3 separate regions of the Rattus norvegicus genome follow, and all the other regions are linked to region 2. A link is a contact called in public Hi-C data. All regions are on one chromosome and are shown on one strand. Each heading gives the region's core, a stretch centred on a gene start, on an enhancer-like site or on the middle of the called end of the contact. The rest is flanking DNA. Distances are from core to core; before and after follow the strand shown.

Region 1 (4,237 bases), core at 387-2,886, 140 kb after region 2:
TCAACCTGCGCATCTAGACCCCTTTTATGGGGGTCACCTAAGGCCACTGGAAAACACATACTTACATTATGATTTGTGACAGTAGCAAAATTACAGTTACGAAGTAGCAATGGAAATAATCTTATGGTCAGGGAGTCATCACCACATGAGGATCTGAGTTAAAAGGTCGTGGTGTTAGGAAAGCCGAGAACCACCGCTTTGGATGCGGGATGTAAAACGCTTGGCTGCTGGGGCCATGTGACCTGGTCCCTGTTCTCCACATTCAATGTTTACTTCACTTCCCACACAATGAGTTTACAACTATCCACAGGGAAGCACTTTGCTCATTTCTTTGCGCTCCTTTTCAAGGCGAGGTAGAGATTTCAATGTTCATTAATCTTCCAACAATACCAGTCCACAGCGGCCTCCTTTGGGACAGTCACTTCACACACACCGTGCCTCCACTTGCCCTTCCTTAAGATAAGACAGATTCTGTAGCACATACGATGCATTTGCTTACTGTAAACTACTTCATTGTTTTTAAAAGCCTTTATTTTATGTTGTAAGATATTAACGGGAACTCATACCAAATGTCAATAAACACAGGGCCTAGTAGTTTTTCTGAATAGTTTATTGCGATGGTTTCTTTTCTTTTTTCTTTTCCTGAAACAATATAGGTATAGTTCAGCAGGAATGGCGAACGGAGAATTTCAGTTGGATATTGAGAAGAGGAAAAGGGAGCACATGTGACAAGTGTCTGGGCTCCTACTACTGTCTCTGGGCTCTACGTTGTCTAACCTAGGCCCTCTCTGGAGGTAACATTTGCATATGCGTCTGAAGCAGTTCTGTTCACATTACCTCTAGGCTCCACCCAACAGTTTCCTGGCAACAGCCAGGTAGGCCTGGCTTGCTATAAAAGGGGCTGTTTGACCCCACTCCTTATTCGCTCCCCCACCTTCCCACCCCTGTCCTTCTCTGCCTCTACTTCTCAACTCCCCTTCCCATGTCCCAAATAACCCTATTTTATATTATACCCTATTCTCTGTAAACTCTATTCTAGTCTATATCTTGGGGGAAGGACTGCCTCAGCATGGGTCCGAGAAGGCACCCCTCCCACCTCACCGTACCCTACAAAACGTATCCAGGCTCTCTTTTTATAAAACATAACAGGCTTTCCAAAGGCTGCTGTATCAGAGTTTTGGTCCTCAGAAGCCAGTGATATTTTAAGAAGTTTTGAAAACGTTGGGAGCTGGGCCTTGCTGAAGGAAATAGGTAGCTGAGGGCGTGGCTTTAGGTTGTACCAGTCTACCAGCCTTTTCCTCTTCCCCCCCTTTCCCTTCCCCTCTATTTCCTCTTGTCTCCTCTCACCTTCCCTTCTCCTCCCCTCCCCTCTCCTCCCTCTTCTCCCTTCTGCTCCCCTCCTGACCCTTCTTCCCCTTCTCTCCCTGCTTCCTCAAGACTTTCTGCCTCTGACTGCTTCTGTCTCTGTCTCCGCCGCCATCCTCTTCCTCCCTGCTAGATCGAAATCTCTAAAACTAAGAACCAGAGTAAATCTGCCTTCCTTTAAAGCGCTTCTCTTAGGTATTCTGTGGCAGCGAGAGGGCAATGAATACTAGAGATCCTATAGTCCGCGAGCATGAAGAAACTGAAACAGACAAACAGGACCTGTGTCCAGGACAAGCACGCCGAGTCTGTACTAACACAGCTTGATAGGGTCGATGGGTGTCACATCTTCTCTTCTTGCCAACTTTATTCTAAGAATATCTTTCCCTTCCTCTATACTTAGTTATAAACACAGGCTCCTACTTTTTAAGACAAAGGTTCAGAGTTATGGACAGAGAGGAAATTCCTTTAAAAATAGCTTTGTGATAGGACTTCTATCGTGTTCCTTAAGCGAAATGGTTTTTTTTGTTTGTTTTTTATTGTTGTTTTGTTTTGTTTTTTGGCACAACAAAATAAAATGGATAGAAAATAACATGGTAAGAAAGCAGGTTTGTAGTTTATATTGATTGTCAGTCTAATCTCTTCACAAGAGGAGTTCAGAGTCACCTTCACGGCTGCTGTTGCTTTGGGGAGCATCTGTAGGACCCTTGTGTACAGCCATAACATTAGTGCTTCTTGGATCTTTGATGTGCATTGGGTCGACAGAACTGTTACGATCACAGTTTTGTTGTGGAGACAAAAATGCGCAATAGAGGGCTGGAGAGTGCTCAGTGGTTAAGAGCACTGTCTGCTCTTCCAGAGGTCCTGAGTTCAAATCCCAGCAACCACATGGTGGCTCACAACCATCTGTAATGAGATCAGATGCCCTCTTCTGGTGTGTCTGAAGACAGCTATAGTGTACTTACATATAATAAATAAATCTTAAACAAAAAAGTTCTTTAAAATGCGCAGTAGAAACGTCTCTGATTAAGGAGAATCTCAGGGCTGGGGATTTAGCTCAGTGGTAGAGCGCTTACCTAGGAAGTGCAAGGCCCTGGGTTCGGTCCCCAGCTCCAAAAAAAAAAGAACCAAAAAAAAAAAAAAAAAAAAAGGAGAATCTCACTGTCAAGGGAGAGATGTTCCAGGACTCATTCAGCCTATTAATCCCCTAAGGTTCCCTCCACAGCCATTGATGCACCAGGTTTTCAGGCTGTACTCACTGACCATTAAGAAGCTGGGGGCAGCACTGGCCCGGACAAGAGTAGCTGACTTCCAGATCTATTCACTTTCAGTTATTTGTGGGTCAAGGTAAGGAGAACTTCAAACCAGGTGAAGGTTAAACACACTGTTTCCTGTAGACTTTCAAGTTAGCATTAGCTTTCTGTTGATAAGCTCTGATAGGCAAAGCTCAAATTCCAGAGTTTAAAGGAGAGAGAGAGAGAGAGAAAAAAAAAAACAACCTAACTTTTAAACCTAGAAATAAATAATTATAGACCATCTCAGGGTGATTTTTAACTCTTTTACACGTTCCAAACACATACAGACGCACGTACGCTCACAGGTTTTAGAAGCAGTAAAGTATTTTATGGAGCTCAAGTCATAGCTATTTCGTTTCATTATGAGCAGGGTATGTTACAAATAAAATAAATCACCAGCAAATAAAACGCTGTGCTTTAATGATCTGAAAACATGACCTCCTTTTTAAAGAGTTGCTCGGTATTTTGCCGATCTCACCAATTACCTGTCGCACTCTGGCTGGAAATTCTGAACCGTTCCATTCCTTTATTAACTCGGCCGGAGAACTGTTTTTAACTTTTTATGAGAATGCCTGTGGTCAGATTCCTCCGTTGACTTTGCAGATGACTAAGGGGAGAGAAGGCTTTCCACATCAGTTAGTAATAGAAGCACCTGTCTTGTATTTTTGCACTGTAACTATAAACCGGCATCCTAATTGGCTTGTTTCTTAACACCTTCTTGATCGTGTTGCCTGAACCCAGCCAGTCTCGAAGCAGAGCCATTTGTAATCACATGTTCCGCCGAAACGGTTATAGACCAGATGGCAAGATTGGGTGGGCAGAGGCCAGAGGGGAGAGAGATCCCAAATCCCCTCCGCCAAAAAAAATCTGCATCGCAAATTCTAATTTTAGACTGGGAAATGAAGTTAATGGCAGTCTGCAGTTGGCTGGTGTCAAGCCTTTGTCTTTCTGAGGATGCCTATTACTTACTCTAAGGTAGGGGGTCTTGGGAAGATGGTCTGTGAACAGTGACTGCATTATGGTCCACTGGAGAGAATAGGATTAGCTTCTGTTTTCTGATGTTCGATGTTTTGACAATAGAAGGGTGAAACCAAACTTTTCAAACACTTAATTTAAGCGGGTCAAGCGCTGGTTTGCGCTGCCTCCCGCATGGCACCGTGCGCTCACGAGAACCAAATCTGTTAGGGAAGACTGAGGCCCTGGACAAGCCAGCAGAGCTTTTTGGTCATCCACTGGCTTGCAGGTGAGCTTCAGGTCCCTTACAGTCAAGCTGAGACAAGTGGCAGATGCATCTCACTTGGAGCTTAGCTAAAGGATAAGACGATGAAGAACAAGACGTTGCTGGTATCCCTCTTTGCATCTGAATTGTTGATGTGCTGACAGTCTACCTATATTTGCCAAAATGTCTGTCCTCTACTCTGCCCTAAAAGGATCAATAAAAGTCCCAAAACATGGATATACGATTACTATATTCAAAGCATGCCTTTCTCAGAAGTGAAACTAGACCTTGAGTTATTAGCTGAGTACAGGACAAAGTCATCATCATTGGCAAGAAACTCTACTGGGGTGCATCTACAATG
Region 2 (4,326 bases), core at 49-2,548:
CACCCACAAAACTCTCAACCCAAAACTTATCCTGTCTAAAAGAAATGCGGGGGGGGGGGGGGGGGGGAGGAGGGCTGGAGAGATGGCTCAGCTGTTAACAGCACTGGCTGCTCTTCCAGAGGTCCTGAGTTCAGTTCCCAGCAACCACATGGTGGCTCACAACCATCTGTAATGAGATCTGATGTCCCGTTCTGGTGTGTCTGAAGTCAGTGACAGTGTACTCATATACATAAAATAAATAAATAAATAAATAAATAAATAAATAAATAAATCTTTAAAAGAGAGAGAGGGAGAAATGCAGGGACAGGGGATGGAGCAGAGTCTAAGGGAATGGCCATCCAATAACCGGCCCAACTTGAGACCCATTCCATAGGCAAGGACCAATCCCTGACATGATTACTGGAGAAGTGACAGTCAGTCCGGCGACTCTGATCAACATGATACTCTGTTACGCTTGCAGACAGGATTCTAGGACAACTGTCCTCTGAGGGGCTCCACAGACCAACTGACTCATACAGATACAGACAATCACAGTCAAACAGTGGATGGAGCCTGGGGACTGGTATGGAAGAATAGGAGGAAGAAGGATTGTGGACCCTAAGGGGATAGGAACTCTACAAGAAGACCAACAGAGTCAACTAACCTGGACCCTCGGGGCTCTCAGAGACGGAACCACCAACAAAGAACATACACAGGCTAGCACTAGGCCTTCCGGCTCATACGTAGCAGATGTGCAGCTTGGTTTTCATGTGGGTCCTGAACAACTGGAATGGGGGCTAGCCCAAAAGCTGTTCCCTGTGGGATATGTTCTTCTAGCTATGCCTTGTCTGGCCCCAGTGGGAGAGAAGCGCCTAGCCTCCCATAGACTTGAAGTGCCAGGTGAAGGGATATCGGGGAGGGGGGGGGGGCAGCTCAGAGGAGAAGGGGAGGGAGAAAAGGATTGGGGGAGGTGACCAGGAGGAGGACAGTGAACAGGATGTAAAATGAATAACTAAAAAAAAGAAAGAAAGAGAGAAAGAAAGGAAGGAAGGAAGGAAGGAAGGAAGGAAGGAAGGAAGGAAGGAAGAAAGATTAAAAACCAAACGCTTTTCGTGGTTCGGGGATTCTGTAGGTTACAAAAATTTGTTGGGGTCAGTAATAAATTCGACCCTCCTGGAGAACAGGAGAGCTAGGTGCAAGGCTTCCTCCGGTTTTAGCTTGTTTCAGTCAGCAAATTTTCAAATACAGTCAACCAAGCAGTAAAGCTTTAGCCCTTGAGTCGCTAGATGGCGCTAAACCCACTTGTGGAGAACCCGAGGAAGCCATCAGCGTGGGACAACCAAGACTGTAAAACAAGTTTCCTATGTGGTTCCATTTTAAATGTTCATACTCAGATACAGACACAGATGAATTTAAAAAAAAATGCCATTTGGCACATTTAGACCTAATTGAATTTAATAAGAACAGAACAGAACTGGAGAAGTGACAGCCAGCCCAGCGACTCTGGTCAACCTTTGTCAGGACGAAACCCAATCTCCAAACTCTAGAAGCTCCAGGAACAAAACAGGAAGCAAACACACTGTGGACTTTTCTTTGCAGATAAAGCCCGACATTTGTAATATTTGTGTAGAGACAATGGGGCCTGGATAATAAAGGCTCACGGAGAACATGCAAGAGGATAATATAGAATTAACCGAAAAGAAGTTATGAGGGCTTAGAACACATGGACTCACACGGTATCATATCATAAGGGAGGGAACCACGTATTTCAGAACAGCAAGTCGCAGGGAGCAGAAAGTGAACCTTTGAGCCAGAGATTCTGAACCGGAAGGAGCCTCGACAGAAACAGAACTGGGCCAGAAGATGAAATAACTTGCCCAAAATTACTTAGGTCATTAGTGGCAGCTGTGTGAGGAACCCTCGCTGTGGCTAACTGGTGTCTTTTTTGTTTTCTTTTCCATAAGGCACATGTCTAACTGAAACCCCTTCACAGAGGCTAATGAAATGCATGCAGAAGCCTCCCCTCGCTCGCTCTCCACTCTCTGCACACACGTGTACATGTGCACACACATCCACCATTATAAACATATACAGGAAATTGAAGGGAGCCGTTCTGAAGCCTCGGCAGTGCCCAGTCGCTGTTGCCCCAGATAACATATCAAACGCCCGGCTGGAAACGAGCTGCGCTGGCCTTCACACAGGAAGTCTGACTCCAGCTGTTGGCTCCTATTTAACAATCTGCCCCATATTCACAAAGAATGCCAGGACAAAACCACACGAGGGTAAAATAGACAGAAACCAACCGGCGATCTTTTCCTAAGGAAGGGCACTTGAATCCGAGAAGTTTAAAGGGAGGCCTGTTGACTGTGCAGGAAACTTGGTAACTGTGACGTCATTGTCTTATCCAGCCCAGAGAAACAGCCTTTTACAGCAGTTCTTCAAATTAACTCTGACTCAGAGTCACATTTAATCTCGACTGCTCTTAATAGTTCTAATTATCGTTTGATACATTTTGATCCCATGAGAGGCATTGAAGGGACCTTTCCTAGTAGCTACCCCTACATAGAAGCCTTGGGGTAAGACAAGGCTTAGGGTAGGACTGTTTCCAGCCCCTTAAAACAAAATAGGGTGAGTTACCTATTGTCTCATATATCTTCTTTTCAGTGAGGAAGTGAGAGTCTATGGCTTATGGCATAGGAGACCCCATAAACCAGCTGTTCTCAACCTGTGGGTCATATATATATTATATGTCCTATATATCAGATATTTACACTAACATTCATAACTAGAAAAATTATGGTTATGGCATAGCAATAAAAATAATTTTAAGGTTGGGGTCACCATAACATTAGGAACTGTATTAAAGGGTCGCAGCATTAGGAAGGCTGAGAACCACTGCTGGAAACTGTAGGCTATTTTCCCACCCACCTCCCACCCCTCCCCTGGTTTAATTTTCTCTTTTGTCTCAACAGTAGGGGCTTGGCCTCAAGAGAGGAAGGAAAAAATGACCTGGTGCCTCTTTTGCAGTGGGGTCAATTTGGAAGTCTTTATAAGACTAACAGAGACACACATATCCATCTCAGAACTCACCATACTCTTAAAAGCTGAAAATTACAAACCCAGGCCTGTAAACCCAGCCAGCCCTCGAGGGGACGAGGCAGGAGGATCAGGAGTTCAAGGTTGTCTTCTGCTACATGGCAAGTTCAAAGTCAGCTAGGCTACTGCAGACCTGATCTCATTAAACAAAGACAACAGAAGCGTCTAAACGTAAAGCAGTCAGTTGCCTTTTATCCATTCCAAGACCCCAGAGGGTGCCTAAAACTCAAGAGTAGAATTTTGTGCATTTTAAAAAAAAATATTTATTTATTTATGTATTTATTTTTCTTTTTCAAGACAGAATTTCTTTGTTTCGTCTGACTCTTCTGGAACTCACTCTACAGACTAGACTGGCTTCAAACTCAGAGATCTGCCTGCCTCTGGAGTGTTGGGATTAGAGGTGTGTGCCACCTGCCCTTTTGTTTTTTCTAAGCTTACACTTTCGTACTGAAATTAAAGGCTAAAAGTGAATTTTTTATTTCAGATGTATCAGAGGGGGAAAAAAAACCTACCAAAATATAGTATCCACAATAAATTATTGGATCCTAACCACGCATAACTTAATAAATTTTTGGAAAACCTTGGTCACGCCCTTCAAATCAACATATCTTACTAAATGTCCCATTAACTTTTCCTAGAGAGATGTGAACAAATGTCTATTCACCACAGAGAGGGTACCAATGGCCAACCAAATGACCAAATAAACAATTCCATCCACGTCTACTGAGGTGAACCGATGGGCCTAATAGAAGTTATTTATAAGAGTGTGGATGAAGAGGCCTTACAGCAGTGGTTCTCAACCTGTGCTTACGACTCCTTTGGGATCACACATTGGCTATCTACATAACACTTCATAACAGTAGCAAAATGACGCAAGGGAAATAATGTTATGGTCGGGGTCACCACAACATGAGACATTGTATTAAAGGGTCATAGCACTAGGAAGGTTGAGAACCTCTGTCCTACAGCATAGGTGATAGTCACCAAAATAAAAAAGTCTTTTTCTCCCAATAGCTCTTAATTGTCTATACATCCTCCAGGAGCCATGACTCTCCTGTGTCTTTTGACACCTCCCGTGGGGCTTATGAGCTACTCCTGTGCTTCTTATGTGCTACCCCATGGTCCTCCTTCCCTTCCATGAGAGAATGCTAGTGGGACCCATCTGTGAGGATCTTAGCAACCATTGCTGCTCTGGTCTCAAGATTGCATTGTCTGCATTCACATCTAGAGTAGAGCATCTCACACTGTGTG
Region 3 (4,420 bases), core at 462-2,961, 200 kb after region 2:
CACTTTGGACCTTTTAGAAATTCTGTGGGCTCCAAAATCTCTCAGGACAACCTGCTTTCATCCCATAGCTCATGTGTGCTGAAGCCTGAATGTAGTTGTGTATGAAAACTAAAATATTAAAAAGCATAACTTCTAATTTTAGTTCACCCTGATTTCTAAACCAGCCAACAGCCTCCTGGTTTAGATGGTGATGTAGTTTGCATTTTGTTCGCTTAACTTGGAAAAAGTGGTCAACATCTCCTTAAACAGAAAAAAGAAAAAGAGACAAAAAATATGATCTAGCATTCGGGAAGAAGTCTTTTGGTCCCACAAAAAGGAAAAATGCCAGCTACTAGGAAAGATATACTACTAGGCCTGACCTGGAACTGTTGAGAGGACTTCTCTGGGTTTTGGGGATGAACCAGATAAATCTCGTATTTATTCATCTCTATCAGCAACGCTGTGCTCAGGAAGGAGTCTGGCCCAAAAGGGACCCATAGAGCAGTGGAATTATTTAACCTTTATGTTTATGCTGGGCTGGGGAGTGGAGGAAGCAGTGAGCGAATGTGTCTGGAGTGGATGGAGTCCTTAGTGAGTGCATACTGTTGATAATGTACACAGCTACAACAAGGACCCTGATGCCTCAGACCTATGAAAGGCGAAGCCTTCCTCAGGCCCAGGGTGTTAACATTGAGTGTGTCTGTAGGAACTATCAACCACAGCGTCTACTCTACCCCCCTACTGAGATTAGCTAAAACCACCTCCACTTTCACCTGTATCTAATAAACTCAGCCCTCCAACCAGATATATATAATAATAGATTTCTAACCAGCTAAGTTTCCAGAACCAGTGTCTAGGTTCACCGTCTCCCAGCTTTTCCTTTTGTGCTGTCTGTTCTGTTTTCATTTCCTTGTTGTCCCAGGCTGTTTTCCAGGACCAACCACTGCAGAGCCTGGCCCCAGACCGTCCTCCTAACACTTTTCCCCCTAATTTGTGGTCTCCAAGGTGCAGCTCGTATTATGAATGCTACAGGTGAGAGCATGGTTTTCAAAGCTGCATGACACCTTGCTGATGCTACCCCTTACCAATGTGCCTTCTCCCACATCCCTGACAGTGGCCAGTTAAAGATACAATCAGGGATGCGTGTCATCTATCTCTGAGAGCTTGGAATCTGCAATTCTTCTTGAGTAAATGGGGCTTACTTCACTCCATAGGTAGCATTCAGATATCGTACCTATGACAGGTAGGCATGGATTCTGCCTGTCTTTTGTGTGTCAGTGTCCAGTACAGTGTCCGTTATATAATACATGATAAATCTTTGTAAAATGGCCTTAAGGTAACTGACAGGTTTGGAAGCTTCTGGATTGTGTCTCTGAAACTCATTAATGCTTCTTTTCTAACACGTTTCCCTGAATCCTTTAATTTAAAGGAGACTAAAACTAGTAGTATTTACTTCTCAGGATGATTTTGAAGACAAGATGAGAAAATTTCTCTAGACTCTGGCTCCCACCATTTACCATGCAATGCATTTAGCACAGACTCTGGCTCCTACTAGGCATCCGTGTACAATGTCTGCAAATGATGGCAGTCACCTGCTGGCAGCGTCCACCTTCCAATCACAGTCACAGGAGATCTAGCACTAACTCTTCAGCTGAGAAGAGGAACAGTGGTACCGTTACCTCGAGTCTGATTACAATGGGGCGGGAGTACTCCGGCCATGGCTCTTCATCATTAATTCCAGGCAAACACTTGGAGAGATCTGTGTTTACTGAAGACTCACAGAGAATAGTACTGATCAATCAGTCCAGGTCTTCATTGTGACACATGGCTCCAGCATGGATCATGTGGGCCGTGGGTACTCCCTCTTTGAGAAGGACAGATTACTTTAAAAAGTAAGTCAGGGACTGAACCACAAATTGAACAATATTTATGTTCAATCTCGATCTTCCCCTAAATCATTCTTCTGGAGCAGGGAGCTCTGAAAGCCAGCTTTTGCTATATAGTCTCCTTAATCAGTAACATCTGTCCTTCCTACCGAGGTGTAGACATCTAGTTCTTCTGATTACAGAGACCTTTGGTACGTGAGAGTGCCAGCCATTTGTACCACTTTAAATAAATAGGAGAGTTTTGGCTGCTTTGCTCTACAGAATGACGTATGCAGGGCAGCACCCCCCCTTGCCACGTGCGAGCCTTGACATTTAGCACGCTTGCCCCACACCAGAGCGGAGCCGCATGCTGGAAGCTGTAAGGCAGCTGCCACTGCTGCTCTTTGCCATGCTCAGTTCCACCCATCCAGCAGAGTCCAAAGCAGGTCCCAGCAGTGTCCAAAGCAGGTCCCAGCTCGCCTAGGGAGATGTCCAGAGATTGCCTATCTAGTATGACAAGCGGACATGCAAGGCTGACTTCCTCATCAGTGTGCAGAAACAGTTATTCTCTCGACTTCCTCTGGCCGTTCACAAAGGTCTGCTCAAAGGACCATCACTTGCTTTAGGTCTTCCACTGCTGCTCTGTGGAGGTGCACAGCATAAAGTCACACGCTACTGATTTCTTTTTCCTTGTTTGGTGTTGCAATTGGTTCAGCTACTTCTGCTCTCTAGCCCCAGGTAGACCATAGTGACAGTGCGTGAAGCCCCTCAGGAAGTAGGCTGTAAAGGAAAGGCAAGTGGGGGGTGCTACTCCCCAAAAGGAGGCTGTGCTTTCTCAGTATGCCAATGACTCTTCTGAACATGTCCCACTGAGGCTCACTCACCTCCTAATTGTGTGTTATGATGCGGGCACTGCTGGCAGCCCCCTTGCGTGGGTGAGGAACACACTGCTTTGTCCAGCGATATTCAGTGCCAGAGCCACAATCTTTTTATTTTAAGTCTCCCTTTTATTAAAGATATTTTTTTCTCATACAATATATTCTGATTAGTTTGCCCTACCTCTACTCCTCCCATTACTTCCCACCTCTTCTTCATCTAGACCTTTCTGTCTATCGTTAGAAAAGAACAGGCTTCTCAGGGGAAACCCCCAAACAGGACAAACTAAAATGGAATAGGATGAAATGACAACCACCACATCAGAGCTGGACAAGGCAAACTGACCAAAGGAAAAGAGCCCCAAGGGGAGACATGAGAATCAGAGACCCTCAGGAGTCCCCTAAGAAACACTGAGCAAAAAGCTATAACGTATAGTCAGAGGACTGGGCGCAGACCTGTGTAGGCCCTGTGTTTGCTGCTTCAGACTCTGAGTTCATGTGAGCTTTGAAGAAGCACAGTCTTCACGCAGGCAGGCTAAGGCTCAGCTGCAACCTCAGTCTCTATTAACATCTTCTCTCTTCAAAGATGGCCGGCCATGACGCTCAACCCACTCATTCTCCCTTTATCAGAATAGAAAGCTCTGCGGCTATACACTCACACCGCAGTGGCTCGAGAAGCATCCCCAATGGCTGTCTCTCTTTAGAATTCTAGAGTGGAGCTGTCTTTGTTTACTGCATATTTTGAGGTGTACCTCACTCCGGGATAAAAGGCATTCCATGTGCCCTTACTTGCTTTTCGCTGTGAACCGAGGGAGGACAAAGCAGTTCACACAGTCAATGTTTGTGGTTGCCCTGCATTGGAACGGGGCCAGGATCCTTGAGAACAAGTATCCTGCAAAGCAGACCAGACACTTACACGATGCTGGCTTATTACAGACCCGGTCATTTGAAACACAGACATCTATTCCCCCAAAGACATAAGAGCATAAACATACAATACAATACCCAGGGGATCCAATTCGATGCACAGACTTAAACGGTTTGCTCTGTGTCAACTGAAGCTCATCTAGATTGTAATTTGTCTAAACTTTCTCACTTTATAGTCAATTAACCTCTTTTCTTCCCAAGGTGCTTAGCTGGGGAAATGCCACTCTGCCTTGTATCTCAATATTTGAGACACTTAGATTCTAACCCTCCCCCATCAGAGATTAAGATATTACATCTTTAATAGGGACACTGCATTCCTTTTTCCCAATCTATATGGTTTTATATTGTGTGTCTATGTCACTTTATTAAATCTTTTAAAAGAATAGGACTAATTTCCTTTCAATTTATCAATTTCTCTTTCCATGCTAAACAAACTAACCATATAGGCAAAATCTGGATTTGTCTTACTTTCAGTTTTTTTTCCCACTCTTTCTACCTTCAATTTTTGTCTTTTTAAATTTTCTTTAGAGTTGCCTTAACTGGATTGTGGAATTGTGTCAAATACACAGCACGCGGCAGTCAGCTCGCTATGAGAACTTGACATCCCAGTGCGAGAAGTTGATGTTTATGGGTGCTCTTCATGGGAGCGACAACCCTTGGTACCTCACTGGGTCAGGAGCTCCTGTCCGGCAAAGTTACTGGCAACTTCTGAAGACCACAGAAAGCATCAAACCGAGACTAAAAGTTTTTTAGTTTACAGTGTGTGGATAGATT

Evidence for each region. Hi-C and Micro-C count contacts between places; a contact is called where the count stands out from the background.
Region 1: a contact with region 2 is called in a Hi-C map of liver, with 4 times the contacts expected there. The contact joins two enhancer-like sites. A contact is called at or near these places in 4 of 12 Hi-C or Micro-C datasets (the A7r5 cell line, the Rat2 cell line and liver).
Region 3: a contact with region 2 is called in a Hi-C map of liver, with 5 times the contacts expected there. The contact joins two enhancer-like sites. A contact is called at or near these places in 3 of 12 Hi-C or Micro-C datasets (kidney and liver).

Annotation. Positions count from the first base shown.
Region 1 is chr16:62,277,775-62,282,011 of GRCr8, reverse strand. The region is part of intron 5 of Dlc1 (DLC1 Rho GTPase activating protein); the gene reads right to left. Among named protein-coding and RNA genes, the nearest start is that of Trmt9b, 220 kb to the left of the region's middle. Within about 2 kb of position 1,636, at least 8 of the 93 cell types and tissues checked have an H3K27ac peak or open chromatin away from gene starts, as enhancers often do. A contact at or near this core is called in liver, where this site is marked.
Region 2 is chr16:62,416,438-62,420,763 of GRCr8, reverse strand. No RefSeq gene overlaps it. Among named protein-coding and RNA genes, the nearest start is that of Trmt9b, 77 kb to the left of the region's middle. Within about 2 kb of position 1,298, at least 12 of the 93 cell types and tissues checked have an H3K27ac peak or open chromatin away from gene starts, as enhancers often do. A contact at or near this core is called in liver, where this site is marked.
Region 3 is chr16:62,216,017-62,220,436 of GRCr8, reverse strand. All of the region lies in intron 5 of Dlc1 (DLC1 Rho GTPase activating protein), which reads right to left. Among named protein-coding and RNA genes, the nearest start is that of Dlc1, 220 kb to the right of the region's middle. Within about 2 kb of position 1,711, at least 5 of the 93 cell types and tissues checked have an H3K27ac peak or open chromatin away from gene starts, as enhancers often do. A contact at or near this core is called in liver, where this site is marked.